Regions from separate parts of the Mus musculus genome. Here region 2 is linked to region 1. Evidence: chromatin contacts called from public capture Hi-C data. All regions are on one chromosome and are shown on one strand. Each heading gives the region's core, a stretch centred on a gene start, on an enhancer-like site or on the middle of the called end of the contact. The rest is flanking DNA. Distances are from core to core; before and after follow the strand shown.

What was found. Capture Hi-C pulls out chosen DNA fragments and counts their contacts.
Region 2: a capture Hi-C map of embryonic stem cells shows a contact between it and region 1, with 4 times the contacts expected there. The contact joins two enhancer-like sites. A contact is called at or near these places in 5 of 39 promoter capture datasets (the 3T3-L1 cell line, 3T3-L1-derived adipocytes, the SN4741 cell line and 1 more), 1 of 484 Hi-C or Micro-C datasets (embryonic fibroblasts), 3 of 115 datasets of contacts at active chromatin or transcription factors (astrocytes, bone marrow-derived macrophages and regulatory T cells) and 2 of 9 other capture datasets (embryonic stem cells and liver).

What each region holds. Positions count from the first base shown.
Region 1 is chr17:45,491,675-45,497,974 of GRCm38.p6, forward strand. No RefSeq gene overlaps it. Among named protein-coding and RNA genes, the nearest start is that of Aars2, 12 kb to the right of the region's middle. Within about 2 kb of position 4,172, at least 13 of the 459 cell types and tissues checked have an H3K27ac peak or open chromatin away from gene starts, as enhancers often do. A contact at or near this core is called in embryonic stem cells, where this site is marked.
Region 2 is chr17:46,128,005-46,134,436 of GRCm38.p6, forward strand. It overlaps Mrps18a (mitochondrial ribosomal protein S18A), which reads left to right. Exons shown (of 6, transcript NM_026768.3): 6 at 501-904. The coding sequence ends at 645. It overlaps Rsph9 (radial spoke head 9 homolog (Chlamydomonas)), which reads right to left. Exons shown (of 5, transcript NM_029338.4): 5 at 1,266-1,494. The coding sequence ends at 1,334. Among named protein-coding and RNA genes, the nearest start is that of Rsph9, 13 kb to the right of the region's middle. Within about 2 kb of position 1,922, at least 59 of the 459 cell types and tissues checked have an H3K27ac peak or open chromatin away from gene starts, as enhancers often do. A contact at or near this core is called in embryonic stem cells, where this site is marked.

The DNA of each region.
Region 1 (6,300 bases), core at 2,922-5,421:
ACTCAAAATGTAAGTTTCTGTGGTCACATATAAGGACCTCTAGGCAGAGAAGCCCTCTGGGACCTCATTGTAGACCTTCCCATTTGTAGCCTTTGTTTAAGGGAATTTCCATATCTCCTAGCAAAGAGGCTCCTTGGAATCCAGCACAGAATTCTGCTTAGAGTCTCCTTTTCCTTCAAAACAGTGTCTAACGTATCCCAGCTTGGCCAGACGCACTGTAACTATAAAGCTGAGAATAAATTTGAACTGCGGATCCTTCTTGCATGTGCTCAACTGGCCAGGAAGAAGGACGCTGCAACAGGATCCTTCTGCACACGTTTATTGGGAGAGCATTGATTGCATAGGCGAAAGAAGAACCCCGAACAAGGAAAATGATGCTGCTTATATACCTCTCCATGTAACGTGTCAGCTCCTGGTTAGCTGCTCACTCATCACCCCACTACTACGCCCCGGGATGGGCAGTGACTTGGCATGAATTTACTCTTGCACCTGCGCACATTACTTGTTTACCAGTTAGGCACAGTGGAGGCTCGTGATGGCGATTGCTCACGGCTCTCCACAGATCCTCTTACCTCTGAATTACAGGTGTATACTGTCACATCTGTTCCATGGGATTCTGGGACTTTAGGTGCCTTGCATTCTAGGCAAGTGCTCTAGCAAGCTGAACCCCAGTCCCCAAATCAGTCACACTGTGTGCTCCCCAACAACTAGCTCTTTCTCATCTCTGTACAGTCTTCTGTGTGCCCTCGACAACCACAGTAAGGGTCTAGCTTGGCTACACAGAAAGTTCGCTGGACATGAGTACAGCCATCTTGAACCACAACACTGACCCTCACCCCCGGCCTGTTTCTCCACCTATTTCCCAGCACTAGACAGACAGACAGACAAAACCATGGGGGTCGCACACTGGTGCTCTCAGACACTGAACTCAGGAAGAGTTGGATGATGGCAGCTGGGGGGAGGAAGGCGAAACCAAGAATATGTGTGGCATCATCTTTGATGTGAGCTTGAGATACACCAGACACATTGTAGCCAAGAGGAAAGTCACTTCTGTCCAGAGCACAGTAGACACCCCTTTCTTCTGACCCAAATGGATCCAGTTATCCCACTGCTACCCTTGACCATGCTTCTGCTAGCTGCTCCCCAATAAATTGTTCTTTTCAACCATGGATCTATCTGTGTCTTCAGTCTCGTAGCATCTTTGGAGATAGTCATTCTGCAGCTCGTTTTCCTGGTACACACACACACACGCACACGCACACGCACACGCACACGCACACGCATGTGCGCTCCCTGCTCAGAATGCTCCCTAAGAGCACGGAGTGCATCAACCTCGATGGGCACAAGGTAGTCACTCCCCACATTTGCAGAACTGAGCAGGATGTATGTATACTCTTAATTCCATTAACCAAATTGTACAGCCCCTCCTTTTTCTGGACCATTGAGGAATTTCCCAGTGGCCTTTCTGAATCATTACAGTGCCCCTGCTGATAATCTTCAGGGCTCCATGTGCTCCTGAATTTACTTAACACGCTTTCAATAGTTCCTTGGCTTGCTACCAAAATGGTGCAAACATATATCACATATATCATAATCCATCTTGTCCCACGCATCGGCTTTTTATTTTCTTCCATCAGCTTGCAAATCTGGCTACTCATCTACAGACTTCAGTGATACAAACGAAAAAAGTTATGCTTCTTGCCTGTAACAATGCAGACCAAGTTCCCCTGTGACTGTGTAAGGCCAGAGACAAGGGTCTTTTCATCCTTTTTCTTTGTCCTGGCCAGATGTGGGCTTTCCCATCAACCCAAGCTATAAGTCTATGTCTCAGCCTGGGAAGGAGAGAAGGGTAGTTTGTATACCATGGAGCAGATTGCTTCTGCCCCCACCCAGGGAGAGTTCTGAGCTCCTTGCCTGTGCCTGGCAGCAAGAAGCGTCCCTGAGGTGAATGGGCTTTCCTGTGATCCTGTTTCCTAACTGACTGAGAGTTGGGATCGCAGATACATGGACTTTCAGAATTGCGTGTATAAAACACACATACATGGGGCTGGAGAGATGACTCAGTGGTTAAGAGCACTGACTGCTCTTCCAGAGGTCCTGAGTTCAACTCCCAGCAATCACACGGTGACTCACAACCATCTGTAATGGGATCCAATGTCCTCTTCTGGTGTGTCAAAAGAGAGCAACGGTGTACTCACATACATAAGTAAATAAGTATTTAAAAAAAAACTTTAAGTGCACACACACACACATATGGGTATACACATACACTAAGTTAACAGGGTTGTTCTAAAGGCAGGCTGTCAGGTTCAAATCCCCATTCTACTGAGTATTGCCTGCATGTTAGTAAACGTACCACTGAACCACTCTCAGCCTCCTCGTGTGTAAAATAAGGTTCATAACAGCTTAATGTGAAAACTGAATGTCGCTAAATGTAAAGCGTGTCACTGGAGCCTGGGTGTGGAGGGTCACTGCTTAGAGAGCTTACCTAACATTGCAGGAGGTAGGGTTGGAGCCCTAGCACAGCACCTGACACATACCAGGTGCTCAGTACCAGGTAGCTGCTGTTAGAAGCATAAATGCTCTGCTAAGTCCCAGGTCCCAAGCAAGGATCTGCCATCCTGGAGGAGTTTGGCTCCCTGGCCTCTGGCAGCACTTACCATTGCCTGGAGGCCCTCTTCCCTCCTCTCTTTTCTGCTCTGGGTTCTGTCCCAGATGGCTTAAAGCCACTGGAAGCTGAAAGGCAGGCGAGGGAAAGAGGGGTGGCAGAGGAGGATTGTCGTCATCAATTACAATCAACTTGTATTTTGAGAGGCCCCATCTCCCTCACATCCTGAATGCATTTTTAATGGCATCTCAAAGGGTAATGGGTAAGCTGATAGCAAATGAAATCGGCGCTAATGGTAGATCTCCAGTTCTGTGTTTACATCTCTGCTCTCCCCAGACATCCTAACAGACAGACAGAGGCCCCATTTCAAGATGGATAATGGAACTCTGGGTTCTGATATATTAGTGTGTGTGTGTGTGTGTGTGTGTGTGTGTGTGTGTGTGTCTGAGACAGACAGACAGACAGACAGACAGACAGAGCTTTCTAAACCAAAGCCAGAGTGGCGCCTCACCCCTGACAGCAGGTGACAAAGGAAGCTGAGTGTCAAGAGCCTCAGCCACCCACCTTCCACCATAGCAAGTATTCCCGGAGGTAACTCTCTTTTTGTTCCCAAAATCCCACCTTTGGGGGAAGGGACACAGCCTTCCTTTGTAAATGGAGACGGATTTGATGATAAATTTCCCTGGAAAATAAACAAATGTTGCTTCAGAGGCTTTGATCTTGTCCTTCATCTATTTTGGAACCAGGAAGTAATGAACTAACTTACAAACTCAAAAAAAAAAAAAAAAGAAAGAAAGAAAGAAAGAAAGAAAGAAAGAAAGAAAGAAAGAAAGAAAGAAAGAAAAAAAAAGACAAAAACTGGAGAAATGGTTCAGCTTGCAAAATGTTTGCCATGCAAGATCCAGGGTTTGTTTGTTTTTTTAAACAAACAAACAACAACACAACAACAACAACAACAAACAGTGCTGTAAGCGCTGGGGTGGGAAGACGGAGATCCTGGGGCCCTCTGAACCAGTGTAGACGAACAGACAACTCCAGGTTCAGCGAGAGACACTGTCTGCAAAACATACAGTGGAAAAGCAGCCAAGAAAGACACAGATGCCAACCTCTGGCCTCCATGTGCATGCATACCCACACACATACCCATAAACACAGACACACAAAGACAATCCCACGCCCCACCGCCCCAGTGGGGGGGGGGGGCTACAAAAAAGCATCCAAGAGAAACCTCCACAATCCCCGCCCACCTAGCCCCACCTCGCTCCTTGTCCAAGGTCATCTACCTCTGCAAAGCTACCCAAGCAGATACAAAGAAGCTTGCCCTTGCACAGTGGCCACACCCGGCCTCACCCTTCCGCGTGCGTGCTTTCCTTTCACCTTTTTGCTGGTCTGTTCATAACACTCCAAAAGAATCACTTCCTTTCGGGCTTCCCCCCAGGAAGATGCAAACACTACCCAGAACCCCACACAGTTCTAGTGAAGAACGGAGCCCTTAAGGATCATCATGCCGCTTCCCCTCATGAGCTGTCAGCGACTGAATACACTGCCAGGCTGGGAGCTGGGCTCCAAGGCAGGCCTTTGCCCTCTGAAACCCCCTTTCCTTCGCCAGCCCACCAGTGCAGAGTGGTGCAAGCCACACTCACCCCATACTTAGAGCTGTTCAAACTGCCGAGGACTGATTGGTGTGGTTGTTCATAATATGGTCTTATTACGCACTTCACGCTGCCCTCGGCAGCCCTGCGTTGGCTGGACCTCCTACCTAGATCAGGTCTCAAGCTTGTGGCAGTCCTCCTGCCTCTCCAGTGCCACCATGCCTGTTTTTGTTGTCAGCTTTTTCAAAACAAACAAACAAACACACACACACACACACACACACACACACACACCTGTGCTACCAAGAAGTTAAGAGTAAGAGATTCGGGATGTAGCTCAGGGGAGTACTTCCCAGGCGTGCCCTGAGTTCCTTTGCTGCTTCTGCCAAAGAGGAAAGGAGGAGGAAGAGGAGGAGGAAAAGGAGGAGGAGGAAGAGAAGACAAGGAAGGAGGATGGATGAAGTTTGTTTTTTTAATCAGTGAATAGACAGTGATTTTTCCATGAGCTTGTGTACAGCAACTTTCTGGGGTTCTTATCATGTATTTTTAATTAACTATAATTATATAGGTATATATTTGATAGTGTACTATAAATGAAATTTGTACAATCAAAGCAAGTAGATTAACCTGTCATTCTCTTCACATACTCATTACTTTTTTTGAACATTTAAAATTCTCCCTTTTTTTTTAAAGATTTATTTTATGTATATGAGTACACTGTAGCTGTCTTCAGACACACCCAGAAGAGGGCATCAGATCTCATTATGGATGGTTGTGAGCCACCATGTGGTTGATGGGAATTGAACTCAGGACCTCTGGAAGAGCAGCCAGTGCTCTTAACTACTGAGCCATCTCTCCAGCCCCTAAATTTTATCCTTTTTAAAAATATTTATTTATTATGTATACAGTGTTTTGCCTATATGTATGCCTGCATGTCAGAAGAGAGTACCAGAGCTCACTATAGATGGTAGTTGCTGGAGATTGAATTCCGGCTATATAGCCCAGACTAGTGTGGAACTCATAGGTAGCCCAGGCTGGCCTTAAGTTGAGGCCATCTTTGTTTGTTTGTTTGTTTGTTTGTTTGTTTGTTTGTTTGTTTCAAGACAGGGTTTCTCTGTGTAGCCCTGGCTGTCCTGGAACTCACTCTGTAGACCAGGCTGGCCTCAAACTCAGAAATCCACCTGCCTCTGCCTCCCGATCGAGGCCATCTTCTGATCTTGACCTCCTAAGCACCAACCAGGATTAGGGGTGTATCACTATGCCCAGTTTAGATTATAGTTTTCATATAGCATTTTGAACCTGGGGCTTTGCTTTTAGATATGGCTGATTGCAAGTCTAACACAAGAAACGTATGAAATACTCAGGCATGGTGACTCACCCCAGTAGTCCTAGTATTTTAGATGCAGAGGTATGAGAATCAGGAGTTCAAGGACAGCCTCAGCTACATAGTCACTTGGAGGCCAACCTGAGCAACAAGAGACCCATCTCAAAAGAAAACAAATAAAGAAATCCCAAAAGCACTAGATTAGCTGAGTGTGAGAACCACTTCAGTTTAAGAGATTAGATCTGGGACTGGAGAGGTAGCTCAGTGGTTAAGAGCATTCATGGTCTTGCAGAGGACCCAGGTTTGGTTTCCCCCAGTCCCTACCTGGTAACTCAAGACCAGGTCCAGGAGATCCAACAACCTCTTCTGGCCTCCACAGGTACCAGACATGTACATGGTGGACAGACATACAGGCAGACAAACCATGTGTGTGTGTGTGTGTGTGTGTGTGTGTGTGTGTGTGTGTGTGTGTGTATGTATGTATGTATGTATGTATGTATATAATTAAAATGACAAGAATTTGAGACCAGCTTGGGTATAACTGAGACCCTATTTAGAAATATGAGAATATTGGAATAGTATAAGAGTTAAAAATCCACATTTGACTGGTAAAAGAAACACAAGGGCTGGAGTCATAGCTCCTTTGGTAAAGTACTTTCCTAGTATGCACCAGGGCCTAGTCCATCCCCAGACTCACATAAACCAGGTTTGGAGCCCCATGCCTATAATCCCAGCACTCAGGAGACAAAGCAGGATCAGTAAGTCAAAGTTGTACC
Region 2 (6,432 bases), core at 672-3,171, 630 kb after region 1:
GCCCCTCCTACTTACAGAAACCTGCTGGAACACAGCACTGCTGTGTTCATCCCTTGCTTCCTATGGGGTGAGGGATGGGGTCCTGCAACGATTGAGGTGCCCTGGGAAGTCCCCTGGAGGCTAGGAGATCTAAAGGAGCCAAGTGGGATGAGTGCAGGCCTTCTCCAGCCTTCTGTCACATTCCTGTCTCCAGCGTCAGGCCAGAGACCTGCGTGACAAGCAGGATTCTTCTCTGCCTTCCTCCTGCAGTGTGGATGTACACTGACAACTCTTAAAGGTCAAGGGGATGGGCCTGGGCTGCCAGACTCCACCTCAGCCCTGAGTACACACACTTGTAGCCGCAAGAGCCCAGCCCATCTGTTTACAAAACAGCAGTCCCCTCCCCCAAAAATGCTTTGCCTTTTGAGAAAGGAAAACTGGTGAGGGAGGCAGCACAGCCCCAGGGGGCAGTGTCCGGCTCTTCCTGCCCCAGCAGGCAACCTCTTGTGTTCCCACTACAGCTATCTGACTCGCTGGGCTCCCAAGTCCGTCAAGCCCATCTATAAAAAAGGCCACCGTTGGAACAAGGTGGGTATGGCCGTGGGGTCACCACTCCTGAAAGACAATGTCTGCTACTCCAGAAGGCCTCTGAAGATGATGCATTAGTGGGAGCAGGACTTCTGAAGAGCTGACTAGAACCGTCTAGAAGATGCACTTGCTCCTCCCACCAGAACCATTATCCTCCACAACAGCACAGAGAACTAACTTCTGTGCCTTGGATCTGCCCAGCTGCAATGTTGGAAGCCAAGGGCAGCCAGGAGCTGGATCTCCTGGCCACTGTGGTCTTCTGCCTGGCTGGGGCTGAGGTTGGAGCAGGGACGGGAGCCTTACCCAAGGCAATGTAATAAAGCAGGCTCTTGGCTTCCCCGTGTGGTCAGTGCTTAGAAATGTGGGGCCTGTGCATAGTAGGGAACTGCCTAATGGGCCCTGTCAGTGGACCTGGGGCAGGTCCATGTGCCACACAGGTCCCATCGTCTGCTGACGGGCACCACACTGCAGTGAGGGCCTAGTGACTGTCAGTTACTAGCAGCTTTCAGTTGAATCCAGGAATTTGAGCGGGCCCCTAACTGCCCCTTCACACCATCTCCACCCATCTACACTTGATGCCTCCTCCTTCATTAGCTCATCCCAGGCCTCTGCTTCTTGGTTCAGAATTGTTTTCTGGCCTTTCATAGCCAGGTGACTAGATTGCCAGAGGGACAAAATGACAACAATCAAGACAGAACAAAAAGGCCCAACAGTTGAACTTTATGAAAGAGTGTTTCGACCCCACATAAATATCCAGCCTGCCTTCCTACAGCATGAAGGGCAAGTCCATGTTCTTCTCTCCTGTGCCTACGTAGATGTAGCCATAGTTCTTGGTGCGAGGAGCGTGGTAGAAGGTGAGGCCTGGCCAGAGCAGGCTGCGCAGCACCACCAGTGCGTTGCCCCTTTCCATCTGGATGCTCCAAGACCCTGGATGGGAGGGACAATTGAGGCCTGGCACTGAGGTGCCACTGAGAAAGTTGCTGTGCTCCTGATGGTCACAGTCACTTGCTCATGACACAGGGAAGGGAGCAAGTGTAGAGGTGACTTCAGGGACCCACAGATGGTGTGGCTCCCTTTCCTTGCTTCAGGGTAAATCACTGACCTTGGGCCTCTGCCCTAAGATCGATGAGACAACCAGGGGCTCAAGCTGAAGTTGGGCCATTTCAGGCCTCCACCTCAGTGGTCTGCCCAACTGCTGATGGGTGGAGTCATGCCTGGTAGGAGGAGACCTCGGCTGCTGAGTCTGCCCCATGCTACTCAAGACGCCAGGCAGCTCAGACCAGGCTAGGCTGTGCAGCCAGGATGACTTGGCTGGAAGGGCCTGATCCAGCTCCAAGGGAGGGAGCCGCTGTGTGGGAGGAAGGAGCCTGGGAAAATCGCCTCTGGATGCAGATCTGGGCTTCTATTCCCCTGCGCACAGAGGCCTCTCCCCCAAACCAGCCACAGCCCTGCTCTGGGCCCTGCCAGGAAGGCAAATAACTTTTGAAGGTTTTGGTACAGGACCAACCAGTTATGCTCAGAGGGCTGATCTGGAGCCTTCATCAGTTGCCAGCTCAGCCCCGGTGCTGGCTCCCACCACTCAAGCTTCCCGCAGCCTACCTCCAACCATGGCCCACCCTGGTCACTCCACACCCAGCAGCCTCACGATTCAGTCAGTTTCCACCCTCCAGAGGCCACCCTGCATCAGAGAAGCCTATCCCCGTGTAGCTAGCTGCCTGCCCAGGTCAAAACCAGAGCTTTCTGGAAGCATGGAGGTCCTCTGCCCCTGGTCCTGACTGAGCCATGCACAGAACAATGGGGTGAAGGCCACACCATGGGCCTATCGCTTGCTCTAGGCCCCAGTGCCACCGCCAAGGAATCAAAACATCAAGTGAAACAGGCCCCGGTTGGTACGACACCTAGCCAACAGCTGTTCTTTGGGCACCTGAGAACCCTGGTGGCTTTCTTGGTCACAAGTCTCCAGGAAACATTGCTTGAGGGGAGACAAGGATAGAATGTTACAGAACAGTGTCCCAGGCCCTGTGTTTTATCCTTGGCAACAAAAAGACCCAGAAATATACAGTTCTCTAGCCTTAAGTCCCATTACTGGGGCCCAGAACATCATTTGGACAGCTTTCTACAGAGACCTAATCCCTCATTGCCCTTGGAGCCCACAGCTACACAGCCTCTGTGAGATAAGCAAGACCAAGCTCTGATTGCCCACCCAGGGAGGCTGGCTTGCAGCGTCCCTCACTCAGGCGCTAGCCTGGAGAAAACAGCCTAGGGTCTATCCCTAACCCCACTGTATCCAGATATCTATCGATTCAACCAACAGCATGGTGGCATGGGGCCCCTCAGACCAGCATGTCTGCTCACCTCTTACTTCGAGGAGATGGGAAGCAGAGGCTGAAATGAGTAGCCCAAGCCCAGCAACATGGGTAAACTGTGAGGAAGTTAAAAAAATACAAATACAGATGCCAGTGAGGGCGGGACCAAGCAAGCCAAAGGGTGCTGAGTTGCAGCATGCCAGGGGCCGGGCTCTCTGCCTTCCCGCGCAGCCCCGGCATCGTGTTCTTGTCCTCTCAACCTCCCTGGTTCAGTCAGCTCATCATCTGGGACACACACCATGTTCCATTCTCTCTCTCTCTCTCTCTCTCTCTCTCTCTCTCTCTCTCTCTCTCTGTGTGTGTGTGTGTGTGTGTGTGTGTGTGAGCAGACACACAGTGTGTACCTGACACCTTCACCTCCATCTCAACTGTAAATATGGAAAAACCAGGCCCAGACAACTGTGGTAGTAGCCCTTTGAAGGAATGATCCAGTGGATCAGTTCACAGCCCCAGGCCTCCTCAGACCTGGCTTCCTCTCCAGAGACCTGTACTGAGACTGGGGAGAAGATCCAGCCTGGAACTCAGCAGCTGAGCCTCTGCAGTTGGCAGGAGGTCTTCCTGGGTTTCCCAATGCCAGAGAGAGTAAGGGCCAGGCTCAGGTCAAACTGTCGAGGGAGCAGCAGGTATCCTACGTCTCAACCCCTAAAGGTCATCACACTAAGCAATGGCCGGGAAGGCCTGGGTAGATGGCTCAAAGCTAGATTTGATTCCCAGCACCTACGTGATGGCTAATAACCATCTAACACCAGCGCCATGGTGGCCTCCATAGGCACCAGGCATATGTGTAGTACACAGATATACATGCAAACAAAATACCCATACAGGTAAAATGAAATTTAAAAAAAAAAAAAAATGGGCTGGTCAGATGGCTCAGTGGGTAAGAGCACCCGACTGCTCTTCCGAAGGTCCGGAGTTCAAATCCCAGCAACCACATGGTGGCTCACAACCATCTGTAACAAGATCTGACGCCCTCTTTTGGAGTGTCTGGAGACAGCTACAGTGTACTTATATAATAAATAAATAAATCTTTAAAAAAAAATGGCTGTAAGTTCCTGAAAGCCACCATTCTCTTTACCACAAGGTAGAGTCAATCCTCTCAGAGTGGGGACAGAGAAAAAGGACACCCCTGGTGCAGCCTCCAATATAAGTAAACAATGGGGTAGGGGTAGGGTCCTCTGATCGCTTCTAAAAGACGTAGGAGCCATCTGCACGAACCCCCATAAAGCTGATGCCACACTGCCCATTCTCTTCAGGCTCCCTGTCCTCACTAACCACCAGCAGCTTTTAAAGGTCAATTTCTTGGCTGCAGGACTCTTGCTGCCCTCTGCTGCCCAAACTGGGCACTGCACTGAGTACTCTTTGTTGGGACCCCGGCCACCTGCTGCCTCTGCTGCCTACTCTGTGCGCACCCCCACCCCATCCTACCCTCCAACATCTTCCAGTATAACTTCTGTTTTTTCAGCTTCTCCTGGTTGCGCTCAAACCTTCCTGACTTAAGAGCGTTGTCTTTCTCATTCCAAGGGCACCAAAAGAACTTGGCACGCAGCAGCTGCTCCATGCTCTGCTGACAGAGCGGAAAGGTTAAGGAGTATTGAATGGCAGAGTCCAGGTGAGGAAGCTGGCTGCCCTGCGTACTGCCCCACCTGTCTTCCGGTGCAAGCCCGCAGCCAGGAAGTCTTAGCACTCATCAGGAGGAGGATCTTGCCAGGGATCCATCCCTACAAAACTTTCCATCCCAGGACATCACACAGCAGCTCACTGCCAAGATATTAGCCTCAGGCAATATCCCTCTCCATTCTGTTCTCTTCCACTCAGAGAGAAGCTGTGAGCTCTGGGCTTATCTCTGTGGGCACAGGGAACAGAGACCCCAGGACAAGGCCCACTTCACACCTGCTTAGAGGTGACCTGAGCCATCTTGAATGACTGCTTCAGACTCAGAAAGCAATGTTCCTCCCTAAGTAGAAAGAGCTAAAGATCTACAGACTCCACCCCTCTAGCCAGGCATGGTATCCAAGGGTTCTAGTCCTGACTCTGCACAGGTCATCACCACTGCATCTGCTAGGCAGGAGAGGCGCCCAGCGGCTCATTCAGCTCTCACTAGAAGAGTCTGGAAGGAAGCCAGAGTGTGTCTGATAAGGAGAGCCATCCCGGCCTCGTCATTCTCCTTCTGTTGCCAACGAGTCCCAGAAGCCACCTCCCCATCACTGTAAGCCCACACTCAAGGTGACTTGGCTCAGGTGCCTCCGTGTGGTGGAACCAGCTGCTCAGAACCATCGTCCCTAGCCCTGTGAGTCGCCCTAAGACAGGAACCTGCAGGTTTGCTTGTCCCTTCTCTGTCCACCTGTGAACACTGCCTTCTGATCACGGGCCTTCCCTTAAGCCTCCTTAGCTCTTCCCACCAAAGCTTGTCAGGAACCTGGAAATTATATATGTGTACATATAAAATCCATATTTTGGCTGAGTGGATGGCATGTGTCTTTAATCCCAGCACTTGAAAAGCAGAGGCGGGTGGATCTCTGCAAATTTGAGGCCAGCCTGGTCTACAGAGTGAGTTCCAGGACAGCTAGGGCTATACAAAGAAACCCTGTCTCAAATTTAATAATAATAATAATAATAATGTTTCATATAGCTCAGCTGACCTAGAATTTACTATGTAGCCAAGGATGACATTAAACTTCTGACCCTCCTGCTACATAATGACGGGGAGGAGGGCTGGTACCAAAGTGGGTTGGATATCAGCAAATAGAGAGTTATCAAAGGACATAGGAAATAGAATGATGATAGGAAGGAGAAATAAACCTAAAAGGTCTAATGTAAAACATGGTAACTGTAGTTCATGATGAATATATACGGATGCAGATATATATGGATTTAGACATATAAATGCAGATATATTTGAGGTAGGGTTGTGCACTGAAGTCCAGGCATCTGAGTCCTGGGATCACAAGTCTGCACCACCACAGTTGACTTTCCGTTATGCTCCTGGACAGTGCAATAGCAGACAAGTGTGCTCCTGGGGGGAAGCTACCTGAGCTAGACTCAACTGTTAGCCTCAACTGCTCGGGTAGCTTATACACACACACACACACATATACACACACACACACACACACACACACACACACATATACACATATATATATATACACACACACACACACATATACACACACACACACACACACACACACACACACATATACACACACACACACACACACACACACACACACATATATATATATATACACACACACACACACATATACACACACACACATATATATATATATACACACACACACACACACACACACATATATATATATAGCTTTACCCATTAAAGAAAATAAAAAGATTTTTAAACTTAAAATACCGTGGGAGCAAGGTGGCTTATCTGTTAAGGTATTTACAGCCAAGCCTGACCATCTGAGTTAGAACCCTGGAGCCCACAGAGTGGAGGAGAGAACTGACTACTCCACGAGTTGTCCTCTGACCT